Linked DNA regions of Mus musculus: all the other regions are linked to region 3. Evidence: chromatin contacts called from public Hi-C and HiChIP or PLAC-seq data. All regions are on one chromosome and are shown on one strand. Each heading gives the region's core, a stretch centred on a gene start, on an enhancer-like site or on the middle of the called end of the contact. The rest is flanking DNA. Distances are from core to core; before and after follow the strand shown. Region 1 overlaps Glul (glutamate-ammonia ligase (glutamine synthetase)). Region 2 has its middle 28 kb from the start of Gm30327. Region 3 overlaps Gm46165 (a long non-coding RNA gene).

Region 1 (4,022 bases), core at 644-3,143, 200 kb after region 3:
TAAGCGGAAAAAACCCTTTCCTCCCCAACTTGCTTCTTGGTCATGATGTTTGTGCAGGAATAGAAACCCTAAGACAAACAGACCACAAAAGTAAACTCTGCCGGCAACACAGACAGGTCTGGAGACCTGGTGGAAGGGAAGCTGGTCCCAGAAGATTTACTTCAAAGCCCTTCTGAGTGAAGCATCTGCTCCAGGGATAGCACCTTACTCTCTAGACTTCACGCTGCACTGGAACAGGTAGGTCAGCAGGAGCTGGAGTTGTGAAACTTTGGGCGAGCTATCTGGAGCACCAGCCCAAAGCATCAGGTCAAACTCTGTACCTATGTGTTCCGTCCTTCTCAGACACACAGCTCTGACTTTCACATGCTAAGACACACCTTAAAACTCTGTGCACTTGTGATGGATGCCTTTAGTTCCTACCTCGCAACTGACATGACACTAAACACTTGTTTTGTCTTGAAAGAGTGTCTGAGGGCTGGAGAGATGACTCAGCAGGTAAGACTGCTCTTCCAGGGGTCCTGAGTTCAATTCCCAGCAACCACATGATGGTTCACAACCATCTGTAATGAGATCTGATGTCCTCTTCTGGTGTGTCTAAAGAGAGCAGGATGTGTACTCATATACAAAAAAGTACACAAATCTCTAAGAGAGAGAGAGAGAGAGAGAGAGAGAGAGTCTGAGGTAGCCCAGGCTGGCCTCAAACTGGCTACGTAGTGGAAAACAACTTTGAAATGAACTTTTGGATGGGCTGAGAGTACAGACATGCACCACCTTATACCTGATTTACATAGCTTTCTGCTTGCTAGGCAAGCATCTAACAGCTAAACTCCCGCTTTGGGAAGTCGAGTTTAAAGAGTATACTGAGACAACTGGGACCTCACACACCCCAGGGCGTTACTCCATTGAGCCAGAGCCCACATCCGTCTCTTTAAGGCTGAAAGTTTGGCAAATATTGTTTAATATAGCCCCTCATTCTGTTTAATCTATCACTGATACAGTTATCAAGTAACTGGGTCTGTTAAATGAGCAATTAAAAAAAAAAACAAAAACCTTAGAAATGTAAGGGGATTGAACTCTGACCGGGAGAGCAGATGTAATTCTAGGTTCCAGGGTGGAGAAGGAAATACTTCCCACCTGGAATCCTGATCCTATTAAGTTAGGATTTCTTTTCAAGTAACCTTGAGAAGAGAACTGGCTGCAATCGGCTACAAAACAATGAAAAGGACTCAGGTCCTGTGGATGACCCAGGGAAACAGCCACTGGGAGGGAAAAGGTGGACAAATATTTATTTTAACATGAAGACTAGGAAGATTCTGAGAGTAGAAGAGGGCACTTAAAAAAAAATCTCTGTGTGTGTATGTTGAGTGCAATGCTGGCATGTATGTATAGGTGTCGTTTGCATGCCCAACTCTCAAGAAAGCCAGATGGGCACCAGCTCCCCTGGAACTGGAGTTACAAGTGGTTTGTTTCATGCTGTTTGAGCTAGGGTCCTCGAAAGAGCAGCAAGTGCTTTTTAACTGATGAGCCATCTCTACAGTAGGAGGGCAATCACGCCAGACTAGCAGGTTTATAAGCTACTAGGTTTATATTTACTTTATAAGAGAATGCTCGCTTGGAGAAAACTGTCACTTTAAGATCTGTTCCAACAGTCTCTACTAAATTACTGTTGCCCACAACAGCAACAGTGGGGGACTTGGGAGGCAGAACCTGGCAGATCTTGAAGATTCAGGCCAGCCAGGGATACGCAGAGATACCATCACAAACCAGCAACAGCGGAGCTAGTATATGCTCTGGATAGCTACTTTCTACTATCTGGGCATATGCACAGAAGCACCGTGAAAGAGGAAGCGCCTCTTTTAGCTTAGTGAGGAAAATGCTTAAACAGCAACAGGACACAGTAAGGACTCAGCCAGGCTTGGTGGCACAATGTAGGATCCAGATCAAGACTTCAAGCCCAGCCCGGGATGAGTCCCAAACTGGAAATTCTAGGGAGCTGAGCATGAAGTGTAAACATGGAGGTTTGGAACCCAGGTTCAGTGGTCCACAAATGTCTTGGTTGTCCTGAAGCCTGAGAACCTAGGCTGGACAACTCAGGGAAAACCAGGATAAAACAGAGAACTCCACGGAACCTAGTGTTTGGTTAATTAAAATCTAGGACAAGCCAATGCCCCAAGTGTAACGGCCTTCAGCGGCTTCAATAGGCGAGCAAACCTACTGTGTAGATAGCTCCCAGCAGCTGGACCGAGGAAGAACTCAAGAACAGGGGCAGCTAATACACTGTACCACGCTGTATTAAATATCCTGATAAGCCAGGACTGTCAGTGTTCGATAAACCAAGCCCTGGCACCGGAAGTGAAACAGAGGTTCCCATTTGCCAGGAAATTCTAGCAGCCTAGTCACCCAGAGCTGAGGGCAGCCGTGAAAGTGGCCAGGCCCAACGCAAGACCTTAAAGTATCTGTGTCTTATTTTGTGTCACTTGATAGCATGATCCTTGAGTCTGAACTGTTAGACAACACTGCTTTCAAAATGTAAGACCTAACATGAAACTGGGAATTGCCTACTCTGGAGCAAGAACTTTCAAGTTAAAGGCCGGACACTAGGACCCCGTCTCAAAATATCTCGTCAACGTGACTTCATCTTAAAAGCATAAGTACAGATAAGCACATTTTGTCCGTAAACAAGAACCACCCCCCTTCCCTTTCTTTTGATAGAGAAAGAAGGAATGAAATAGCACTTAATTTTTGAGGTTTTTTTTTTTTTTTTGGGAACCACAAAGAAACAAGTCAGAGGAAATCTTATAAATGTTAGGTTGATTTATAAGCGCTGCCTGGCAGTTACAGTCTGTTTACAGTGAGTTATCTAACCGAACATACTATACATGGCAATTAGAAGTCATCATGGCAAGAGAGAAACCACAGTTGGCCCGCTGCCGACACAAACAACCAGAAAACTGAAGGGCAACAGGCTGGGATGGAGGTGGGGGTGTGTTTACTATAAAAGAAAAAAAAAAAGACTATTGGCTTTTTCAGAAGGAAAGTAACAGTCTGCTGGCAGAGGTGACACTAGGAGACAAGTGTTTTAACTCTAGGCCTGTCCTTAATTCCCCTAAGAGCCAAGTGGAGGGAGACATTGAAACAAACAGGCAATTCTGTAAAGTTAGAAACCCTACAAATCTGATTAAAATCTAAACTTGTTTTGCTTTTAAAAAACTTAATATATCAAAAGGCCCGCTTTAGTGACATGCTAATCCCACCAAAAAAATAACCCCAGTAAACCCCCACCCACCCACCCATCAGTAACAGTGTTCAAGTTGACCAGCCAACTCATACTTCTAACTCGTGTGTGGAGTAAGTATACGCATCCCCTAAACCTAAGCCTGGGGACAGGTGGTGGCAAGCAGTGGCATCCCACTGGCTACCTGTCCAACATCTGCTCCTGCAGAGTGGGCAGGGAAACCCTAAGCAGTAATGAAGCTGAGACCCCAAGATAACCAACTTTCCCGGTACTGCATCCTCACCCCTACCTCAAGGGAGCCTCACTTCTAAGCCAAGCCCCTCATCACTCAAACTTGGCACCCAGTGAATAGGATGGTTCTCTCAATTAGAAAGACATACATCCACACATCCATATATATATAACTTTTTTGTTTTTAACATTTAAATATAAAAATACTACTCTGCTTTGTGTTATGAACGGAGGACCAAGAAATGCCAACTTTTTTCTTCCTTCACAGTAGGGCCATCCATCAGGTGACGCGGTGAGCTGTGTTCACACAGAGGGGGACGGATGCCCCCTCCCCCAAGCCAAGGAAGCACAGCGCAAGAAACCAACCTTCAACTCCTCACCTAACTTCCATTTGGAACAGAAAGCTGGTTTCCCCTTTAGAAATAACAGCTCTCTACCAACAGTGGAAATGTCAATCTCAGCCGTTGGGCCTGCCCTTTCAACTATCCTGAAGAAAAAAAAAATGTCCTCTTTCACCATAAGTACACCCGCTTTGTGACAGCTATGCCTACCGGAC
Region 2 (4,140 bases), core at 402-2,901, 150 kb after region 3:
GTTGCCATAGCAAGAGCAGAAAGAAAAAAAAGAACAAAAGGGCATGCTGGGAAGGAGACTACCAACCAGACTTCTTGGCAGGAGGAGGGACTACCAACCAGACTTCCTGGAAGATTGGTAGAGAGGAATAAAGAAAAGCAGAGAGAGGAGGGAATCAAAGACACCAGCTTTGATGACAGCCCAAGCATGGAGTGTCCAACCATCTTCTCTCTGTCTAGACCTAAGTGGTTGTTCTGCTGTCCTTGGGGCTTTCGACAGACAACTAGCTTTCCTGGTCTTCCTCAAGAATTTGTCTCCTGTGTTTCAAGGCAGTTGCTGCCCTTTCTTTCTTTCTTTCTTTCTTTCTTTCTTTCTTTCTTTCTTTCTTTCTTTCTTTCTTTCTTTCTTTCTTTCTTTCTTTCTTCCTTTCTTTCTTTCTTTCTCTCTTTTTCTGTTTGTAATTATGCACTCCTGAAATCTGCAAGAACTCAGGTTCACATTCCTGAGGAAAATGTTCTGGTACATTTGGGCCAAAGACGTGCTGTGCTGAGAAGGTGGCCTGGCTCAAAACACTGGCAGGACTAAGCAGGCACCGCGGCCCAAACTAACATACACATTTGTCCCCGACGACGACTGGGAAAAGGCTGAGACACTGACTCTCAGTGTGAGTGTCCCCCAGCAAGGCCTTCAAAACAAGGAGCAGAAGGGTGAGCCTGTGTCATAAACATGGCTGGAACAACAGAAGGCAGCCGGCCAGCTAGAGACATAAACAAGTTCTTAAAGGAGCCCCAACAGCACTTCCTTGTTTCCTCTAGGCAAATGTTGAGCTTTAGTGCGCACTTGATACAATGGCTAGACTGTAGATGAAAATTCACAGAAGCATTCCAACCGTGTCTTTAAAGAGGGAGGGACAGATCTGTCATGTGTGTGCCCGGGGTGGGCTGAAGCAAGAGCAGAGCCTACAAGATGAGTGCTTTATGTGGTGGTGAAGGCCTGACCCCAACCCTTGCTTGGCCCTTGTGGTCTAGGACAAGAAGGAATAGCAGCCAGCTGCTAGCAATTACACTAAAACAGAATTGGTAGTACTTTTACTGCCCAGAAAGAAGAGCCCTAGACAGATGATATTTTCCAGAAGAATTGAATCTGGGGCTTAATAGACCTGAGTTTAAGTCCCTGAAGTGACGAGATCATATTAACTATGAAGAAAAGAAGCCTCCTGCTCAGTCTTTCCAAGTGCCAGCTGACCTCTGCCTAGGCACGGGCCCAGCATTCCCCAGGCTCAGAAGATGGAAAGACACAGACCAATAGTGTATTTGAGTAGGGACCACAAAAACAACTCAGCAGTGGGCATAAATCCTGGGCCTGGAATCCCATAACTATTTAACAACTCCCTGGGAAGCAAGGCTGACTTTTTCTGGTTCAGGTCTTTCCCTTCTCTGGCATTTCCCAGGCGATTGCTGGGGAAGTGCCAGAGGCATGTTGTCTAGGGAGACCTCCACCACGGATTCATTTCTAACATTAGAACACTATGACCTGAAGACCACCCCAAGGGGATTCTCGGGGGAGGGATATCACCTCCTCCACCAAGCCAAGATAAGAACGCAGGGACCAGTGAAGGTAGGGTGACAGGTTGTGCAAAAGAGGAGCCAACAGCTTCCTGTGAACCAATTTTGAGTTCCCTTGAACAACCAATAAGACTCAATCGTCACCAGGTGTGGTGGCACACAGCTTTAATCCCAGCACTTGAGAGGCAGAGGCAGGCAGATTTCTGAGTTCGAGGCCAGCCTGGTCTACAGAGTGAGTTCCAGGACAGCCAGGGCTATATAGAGAAACCCTGTCTCGAAAAACCAAAAAAAAAAAAAAAAAGACTTGATTGTCACTTAGGGCATACAGCACCATATCTGGCCACCAGAAATTTTAGTTCTTTTTTGTTGTCATTTTTTGTTTAGTTAATTAGCTAGTTATTTTGAGACAAGGTGCTCCCATTTGGCTTGGAACTCGCTGTGTAGACCAGCCAGGCCTCAGACTCACAGAGATTGCCTCATTCTGCCTCCTGAAGGCTGAGATTAAAGGCGTGCACCACCACACCTGGATAATTGCTTTTTAATTATTATCGACTGTTACATGATTCTCTCTCCAAATGATACCTATGACCTGAAGTTTAAAAAAAAAATTCTAACATTTCATTTATTTGAGTTTTCCTCTTCAAACCATTACTATATCTTCTTATTCAATTGAACAGCATGTTTTTCTCTAAATTACAACTGGCCTTAACAGTGCGGATGTGACCCTCCCTGGAATTAGCAACAGAAAGCTCCAGTCAGCTGAAGGCATCCTGCTAGTACTTCGTGAACACACCATATCTAATCTGGTGCCTGGAGAGCAATGACCCAGAAATCAGTTATAGATTTGAATGTCAGCTTTGTTATTGAATTGTAAAAATTTTAACAAGTCATCCCTTCTTTGTACTGCCTACTTCCATAAGTAAATCTAGGACACAACGAATTCAAAGCTAGAGAGAGCTCTGCTTGCACAATGCCGCCTTGTTCTCAAGTGTAGGATCTGGAGCCAGGGATTGTGTAAATTGCTTGCATTTTTTAAGCAACAGATATGCATGTAGGAAAGTCCACTGGGCGACAAACAAAAGCCGGGTCTCAGATAAAACCCTGAGCAATATCCTAATGGAGATTTACAAATCTTAAAAGGTCGCCAGCTTTACACCGTGCCTTTCTAGACCTCTCAGGATGCAGGGTTTTAAACAAGAAAGAGCTGTGACTTGCAAGGAGACTCTGTCGTGGGAAAGAAAGCACATTTGGCCAGACGGCTTAGCTTTTTGTTTCTAGGGAGCTGGTATTATCCTATCACTGGGAGCTAGAAAGGAGAGAGTTTCCTCCACTCAGTAGAGTTTAGAACCCTGTTAAGGTTCGAAAGGAAGAAGGAGGAGGCGGGACTTTGACTTACATAGAACTCTAGGTTTTTTTTGTTTTTGTTTTTGTTTTTTGTTTTTTGGTTTGTTTTTGTTTTTGTTTTTGTTTTTTTTTGGACAGGTCAAGAACACACAGTGAACTCTTTCTGTAGACCAGGCAGGTCTTGACTTCACAGAGATCCGGACTGTCTCTACCTTCTGAGAGCTGGGATTAAAGGCATGCACAAAACACCCGGTGCAAATAACATTCTTGATATCTCTTTTGGAGAAGATGACACACCTAGGAGAGGAAAACCCAGAGAGAGCTCTGCAGAGTCTAGTCTAGTTAGATGGCCACTTCTTTCTTTACGTATGTAGGTAGTCATTCATTCACTTATTTTTGTGTCTCTGAAAGAGTCTCACTGGGCCAACTGGATAGCTCAGGGGGTCAGAGCACCTTCTACCAAGCCTGATGACCTGAGTTCAAGTCCCAGAACCCACATGGTAGAAGAAGAGAATTGACTCCATCCGTTGCCCTCTGACCTCCACACTCTCAACATGACATAGCCACAGGTGTAGAGGCTATACACATAATAAACTGAAAAATAAAATGTAATCAAAGGGAAGTTCTCACTATGTAGCTCAAGCTGGCCTAAAACTCACTGTGTACCCCTCCAGCTGGGATTACAGATGTGTTACAACACCAACAATCAGTAGGGTGTGTGTGTGTGTGTGTGTGCTCGTGCGCGCACACAATTGGTTGGTTTTGCTGTTGTTATTTTTTTTAAGATTTATTTATTTTTCTTTTTTTGTATATGGATGTTGTATCTTCCTGTATATCTGTGCACCACATGCATGCCTGGTGCCTGTGGATGCCAGAAGAAGGTATCGTATCCCCTAAAACTGGAGATCAGATTGTTGTGAACCTCCATGTTGGTACTGGGAATCCAACACAGGTCCTCTGGAAGAGCAGTCAATACTCTTAACCACTGAACTATCTTTCCAGATCCCAATAACCAGTAGTTCTCAACCTGTTCTTCCTTTCAGTGGGCCACAGAGGGTTAGCCTGATGCTTGCTTGTTTGTTTATTTGTTTCTCTCACTAGAATGTGAGTGCAGTGAGGACCATATGTATTTCATTTCTATTCTATTTCCTAAGCCTGCTAAAATAACTTACAGTCAATTAGTAATCAAATCTGTCTTGGGTGGAAACAAATAAATGAACAATTTTATCTCTTTCTAGTTCCTGGATGCCTT
Region 3 (4,473 bases), core at 1,354-3,853:
CATTAAATCTTCCTGCCACAGAAGTGGATGCTCACAGTCAGCTAATGGATGGATCACAGGGCTCCCAATGGAGGCGCTAGAGAAAGTAGCCAAGGAGCTAAAGGGATCTGCAACCCTATAGGTGGAACAACATTATGAACTAACCAGTACCCTGGAGCTCTTGACTCTAGCTGCATATATATCAAAAGATGGCCTAGTCGGCCATCACTGGAAAGAGAGGCCCATTGGACTTGCAAACTTTATATGCCCCAGTACAGGGGAACACCAGGGCCAAAAAGGGGGAGTGGGTGGACAGGGGAGTGGGGGTGGGTGGGTATGGGGGACTTTTGGTATAGCATTGGAAATGTAAATGAGCTAAATACCTAATAAAAAATGGAAAAAAAATCTTCCTGCCAAAAAAGGGTCCCAAGACCCATACTTCATATCTTGTGTTAACAAAGGAAAAAAGAAATCACGATTGTCATCCTAAGGGGACTTGGAAATGACGTCACAGCAGCCATGTTCAGTGAATGAAAAACTCAGGCCCATGAGCTAGCTAACAGGCCTCCCCTGAGGTTCTGTGCCAGTGCAGAGCTCAGCAAGCAAGAACTGTTCTTTTAGGCAGAGAGTGCTCCTTCGGTGTTCTTAGAGGCTGGCTCTTCAGGATGTGGGTCCTGTAATAGAATTGTAGCCAATGTCTACACCTGGACAGAGCTCACTGGGTGCTACGGGTGTCCTCCTGAGAATTCAGGAGGGAGAGACAGAAAGAAGGATAGAAAAAGTGCTTAGACTTTTATGCTGGCTGTTCTGACAAGCCGTTGATGACTTTGGGACACAGCAGTTATGCAGTGGACGTCTGTCTGGCTGAGCAGCAGACACAGGCATCTGCCATGATATAGCTGCCTAGGATTCCAACACTTATTTTGAGTTTGGACTAATCTGGGGTTGCCAAATCTTCTGTCAGTGTGACATGACATTGTAGTCTATGAATGTGACAGGCCACAGTCACAGCTACATTGAGACATATGCAGCCTGAGGGCAACTGGTTGAACAAGCCTGGTTGAACTTTTTGCAATTAACCTACCTTGCCCAGATAGCCCAGGGCAAGTATTGGCATAATTCTTCATAATCCTTTGTGATAACTTTGGAGAAAATACAGAATTTGGGGCAGATTCTGAACTTGGGAGCAGAAGAGCTGGGTCTGTGTTCCCTTTAACTTTTACTGCTGCTGACCATTGGGTTTCCCAACCCCTCTTGTGTGTAGATATTTACGTGTTAGTACCTTAGGTACCACACTCAAAAACATGTGTTCTGGTGCCCCCATTCTTCTAAGCTGAGTTGTCTAGATTCTAGGAAGCCACGGGCTACAGGGCTGCAGATATAATGACAGCTCTGAGAAGAACCAGGGAAGAAACACTTCTGTGCGAAACACACGTGAGGTGATCAGACGTGATTTCTGCAAGTTGAGTGTGAGACTAAGCTGCTGAGGTGGAGGAAATGGCATTGACCGGCGTGGGGCTGACCTAACGGTGGAATGCAGAGGAACCATGAGCATCAAGCAGCTCGTGGGATGCCAGAACACCCCCTAACTTGTCTCTTTCATACATCCCTGCCTTCAGAGTGCCCCTCTCCTGGCCCTCCAATGGGCCATTGTCTCATCTTTTAATTTTCTGCTGCTTTGACCAATGGCCTTTGTATAACTTTCTACTTAGGCTTTGCCAGGCAAAGCCAAGCTCACGAACCAAGAGCACAGTTGTTTCAGCTCTGTGGTACTTAGCAAGCTGTCAGTCATAGATCTCTATATTGTTTGATCTAACCTGTACTGGCCGGTTTTGTATGTCAACTTGACACAGGCGGGAGTTATTACAGTGAAAGGAGCTTTAGTTGGGGAAGTGCCTCCATGAGATCCAGCTGTAGGGCATTTTTTCAATTAGTGATCAAGGGGGAAAGGCCCCTTTGTGGGTGGGACCATCTCTGGGCTGGTAGTCTTGGGTTCTATAAGAAAGCAAACTGAGCAAGCCAGGGGAAGCAAGCCAGTCAGGAATATCCCTCCATGGCCTCTGCATCAGCTCCTGCTTTCTGACCTGCTTGAGTTCCAGTCCTGACATCCTTTGGTGATAACAGCAGTGTGGAAGTGTAAGCTGAATAAACCCCTTCCTCGCCAACTTGCTTCTTGGTCATGATGTTTTGTCCAGAAATAGAAACTTTGAAATAAAACTAGGACAAAACATTCCATAATTTTTTAAAGTTTATTTATAATGCATATGACTGTTTTGCCTATGTGTATGTCTGTGTACCTCATTCACGTTGGGCCAGAAGAGGGTGTTGGATCCCCTGGGACTTGAGTTACAGCCATGTGAGCTGCCATGTGGTTGCTGGAAAATTAACGTGTGTCTTCTGGAAGAGCAGTCAGTGCTCTTAACCACCGAGTCATCTGGTCCCTGCAAATAAGTTGTTTAATGAGAAAAAGAAAACTTCATACTCTTTCCATGAAGACAGGAAAATTTGACTCTGTGTTCTAAGTTCAAATGGACGGGAGGAGTGATGTCTAATAAGGGCGGGTTGTCCACAGGAGCCAATGGCTCTGTCTGAGAGCCAGCTCTTTTCCTTAGTTAGCTGTTTGCCTAAAGGCTGGTTTTTCAGCTTCTGCATGTCCTGGTTCCTTGTTTGTGAAATACAGCTAGGAATGTCACAGCTCTCAGCATTGTTTTGATGACTGAATGAGTCAAATGGGAACACTTAGGTCAGTGCCTGGCACTTGGCTCTCTGAGTATTTGCTACAATAGTAATTAGTAGTCAGAGCATTAGAGTTAAGAGCACTTGTGGGTTTAAAATTTCGACTCAGTACAGTATAGTCAGAACAATAAAACAAAACAGAACAAAGAACCATTTCTCCCCTGTAGTATGTCGGTTACTAAAAATTAACTCTTCATCCCAGGGATGAACGTGGCTTTTGCTAACAGTCTCCCCTTTTCATACATACCCTCCAGAACTCGATCCTGGGATGTGCTGAGATCTCCACTGGTGCCTACAAAGAAACACAAATTCATCATATCACAGTTGCAGCTGGCTTACAAAACCAGAGATGCTGTTTCTCCATCTTCTAAGGACCCCTATGCTCAAGGTGATTTGGTACTGGTTATTCTGATGAGTTTATAGCGATGTATTAGTGGTAATGAGCAACATTTTCTTTTTTTGATATTTGGGTTTGGGTAAATGCTTGAGTAATTAAAGGGCATGTTTTGCTGGGTTCTGGGGGTTCATGCCCGCTACCCCCTGCTCAGCATGAATAATTTGCTATATGACAATAATGTATCTAATTCTGATAATAACACAGTAACTTGGGTCCTCTGTCTTCATCAGGCTGAGAACAACTGAGACTCCAAGGTCATGTGACTTAGGATTATACTACTAATTATAGGCTGGAGACTGAGTTCAGACATGCTCATCAATGCCTGGACCCTGCTTCCCAAGCTTCTCTGCGTCTGTGGGAATTATTGAGACCCTGCCTTAGCTCTTGCCAAGACCTGTGGGTGCAGAGCAGGGGACAGGGTGGATTATTCTGCTCTTTGAAATGTCTATTGGGTCAAACCTATCTGGAAACTCAGAAGCCAAGCCAGGGAGTTTTGAACATGGGGGTTATAACAGTATGGTGGGTAGGGAGGCAGCCAATCGTCCAGCATCTGGAATGAAGCCACACCACACTCTTCCCTGTGCCCCCAGCCCTCAGGCTTGGAAGAGCTCCCTGCCCCACTCCCTCCCTTCCTCCCTTCCTTCCTCTGTCCCCTCCACTAATGAATGCTATCACCTCTCCTGCCTCCCTTCTTATACCAAAAATCTCATCTCCTCCTAGACCTATATACTATAGAAACAAAACAAACAAGCAACAATAAAACCCTAAATTAACACATAATAGGTCACCCAGGCAAGCATGAATAAATGTTGGAAGGTTTTTTGTTTTTTGGGTTTGTTTGTTTTTTTTTTTTTTTACTATAAATTCCTTATGCCAAGATTGTGTCTGATTTGCCTTTTTTTCACTAGCACTTAAAGAATCACTTCTCAAGTGTTTAATATAAAAGATCAGGAGAATAAACATTACCAAATGGGTGGGGGACATTATTTATAGTAACAGTGTCTTAAAGCATTTAAAAATAAGTTATATCAAACCCAAAGTAATTTTGCTGAACACCTACGACAACTCAGACCTGGGGAAATCTTTATATTTGATCTCATTCCCTTTTCACTTCTACTTCCTTCTAGAAATTCTCTAGTTGCTAGGGGAAGTTTGGGAGATGTAAAGTTGGCTGTAGAGAGCCTTGGGGGAGATGCTGCAAAGAAATAAGACTGAGCACATGTGTGCATGTCTGCAGGCAGCTGGGATGGGCAGTGAAGCCTAGGTCATGGTGCTGTGGCTTCAGTGAGGGGCTCCAGAAGCCAGAGATTGTGTTGAAGATTGTGATTACTGTTATTGTTATTAGAGTACAACTTCCTTCT

What was found. A called contact is a pair of places that touch in the nucleus more often than the background predicts. HiChIP or PLAC-seq counts read pairs in DNA pulled down with a chosen protein or histone mark.
Region 1: an H3K27ac HiChIP or PLAC-seq map of microglia shows a contact between it and region 3, with 5 times the contacts expected there. The contact joins two enhancer-like sites. A contact is called at or near these places in 8 of 39 promoter capture datasets (the C10 cell line, the HPC-7 cell line, cranial neural crest and 5 more), 2 of 15 datasets of contacts at CTCF or cohesin (the G1E-ER4 cell line and embryonic stem cells), 28 of 484 Hi-C or Micro-C datasets (B cells, CD4 single positive thymocytes, bladder smooth muscle and 19 more), 48 of 115 datasets of contacts at active chromatin or transcription factors (the 230-238 cell line, the NIH/3T3 cell line, SST interneurons and 28 more) and 3 of 9 other capture datasets (adipose tissue, liver and pancreatic islet).
Region 2: a Hi-C map of uterus shows a contact between it and region 3. The contact joins two enhancer-like sites. A contact is called at or near these places in 1 of 15 datasets of contacts at CTCF or cohesin (CD8 T cells), 8 of 484 Hi-C or Micro-C datasets (Sertoli cells, forebrain, muscle stem cells and 3 more) and 4 of 115 datasets of contacts at active chromatin or transcription factors (astrocytes, embryonic stem cells and extraembryonic endoderm stem cells).

The regions. Positions count from the first base shown.
Region 1 is chr1:153,908,437-153,912,458 of GRCm38.p6, reverse strand. Glul (glutamate-ammonia ligase (glutamine synthetase)) reads right to left here. Exons shown (of 7, transcript NM_008131.4): 7 at 2,736-4,022. Among named protein-coding and RNA genes, the nearest start is that of Glul, 11 kb to the right of the region's middle. Within about 2 kb of position 1,893, at least 44 of the 459 cell types and tissues checked have an H3K27ac peak or open chromatin away from gene starts, as enhancers often do. A contact at or near this core is called in adipose tissue, colon epithelium, cortical glia and 1 more, where this site is marked.
Region 2 is chr1:153,960,747-153,964,886 of GRCm38.p6, reverse strand. No RefSeq gene overlaps it. Among named protein-coding and RNA genes, the nearest start is that of Gm30327, 28 kb to the left of the region's middle. Within about 2 kb of position 1,651, at least 54 of the 459 cell types and tissues checked have an H3K27ac peak or open chromatin away from gene starts, as enhancers often do. A contact at or near this core is called in uterus, where this site is marked.
Region 3 is chr1:154,110,826-154,115,298 of GRCm38.p6, reverse strand. Gm46165 (a long non-coding RNA gene) reads right to left here. Exons shown (of 4, transcript XR_001779496.2): 3 at 2,963-3,007; 4 at 2,390-2,420. LOC108167736 (a long non-coding RNA gene) reads left to right here. Exons shown (of 4, transcript NR_168298.1): 2 at 2,970-3,103. Among named protein-coding and RNA genes, the nearest start is that of Gm46165, 49 kb to the right of the region's middle. Within about 2 kb of position 2,603, at least 44 of the 459 cell types and tissues checked have an H3K27ac peak or open chromatin away from gene starts, as enhancers often do. A contact at or near this core is called in adipose tissue, colon epithelium, cortical glia and 2 more, where this site is marked.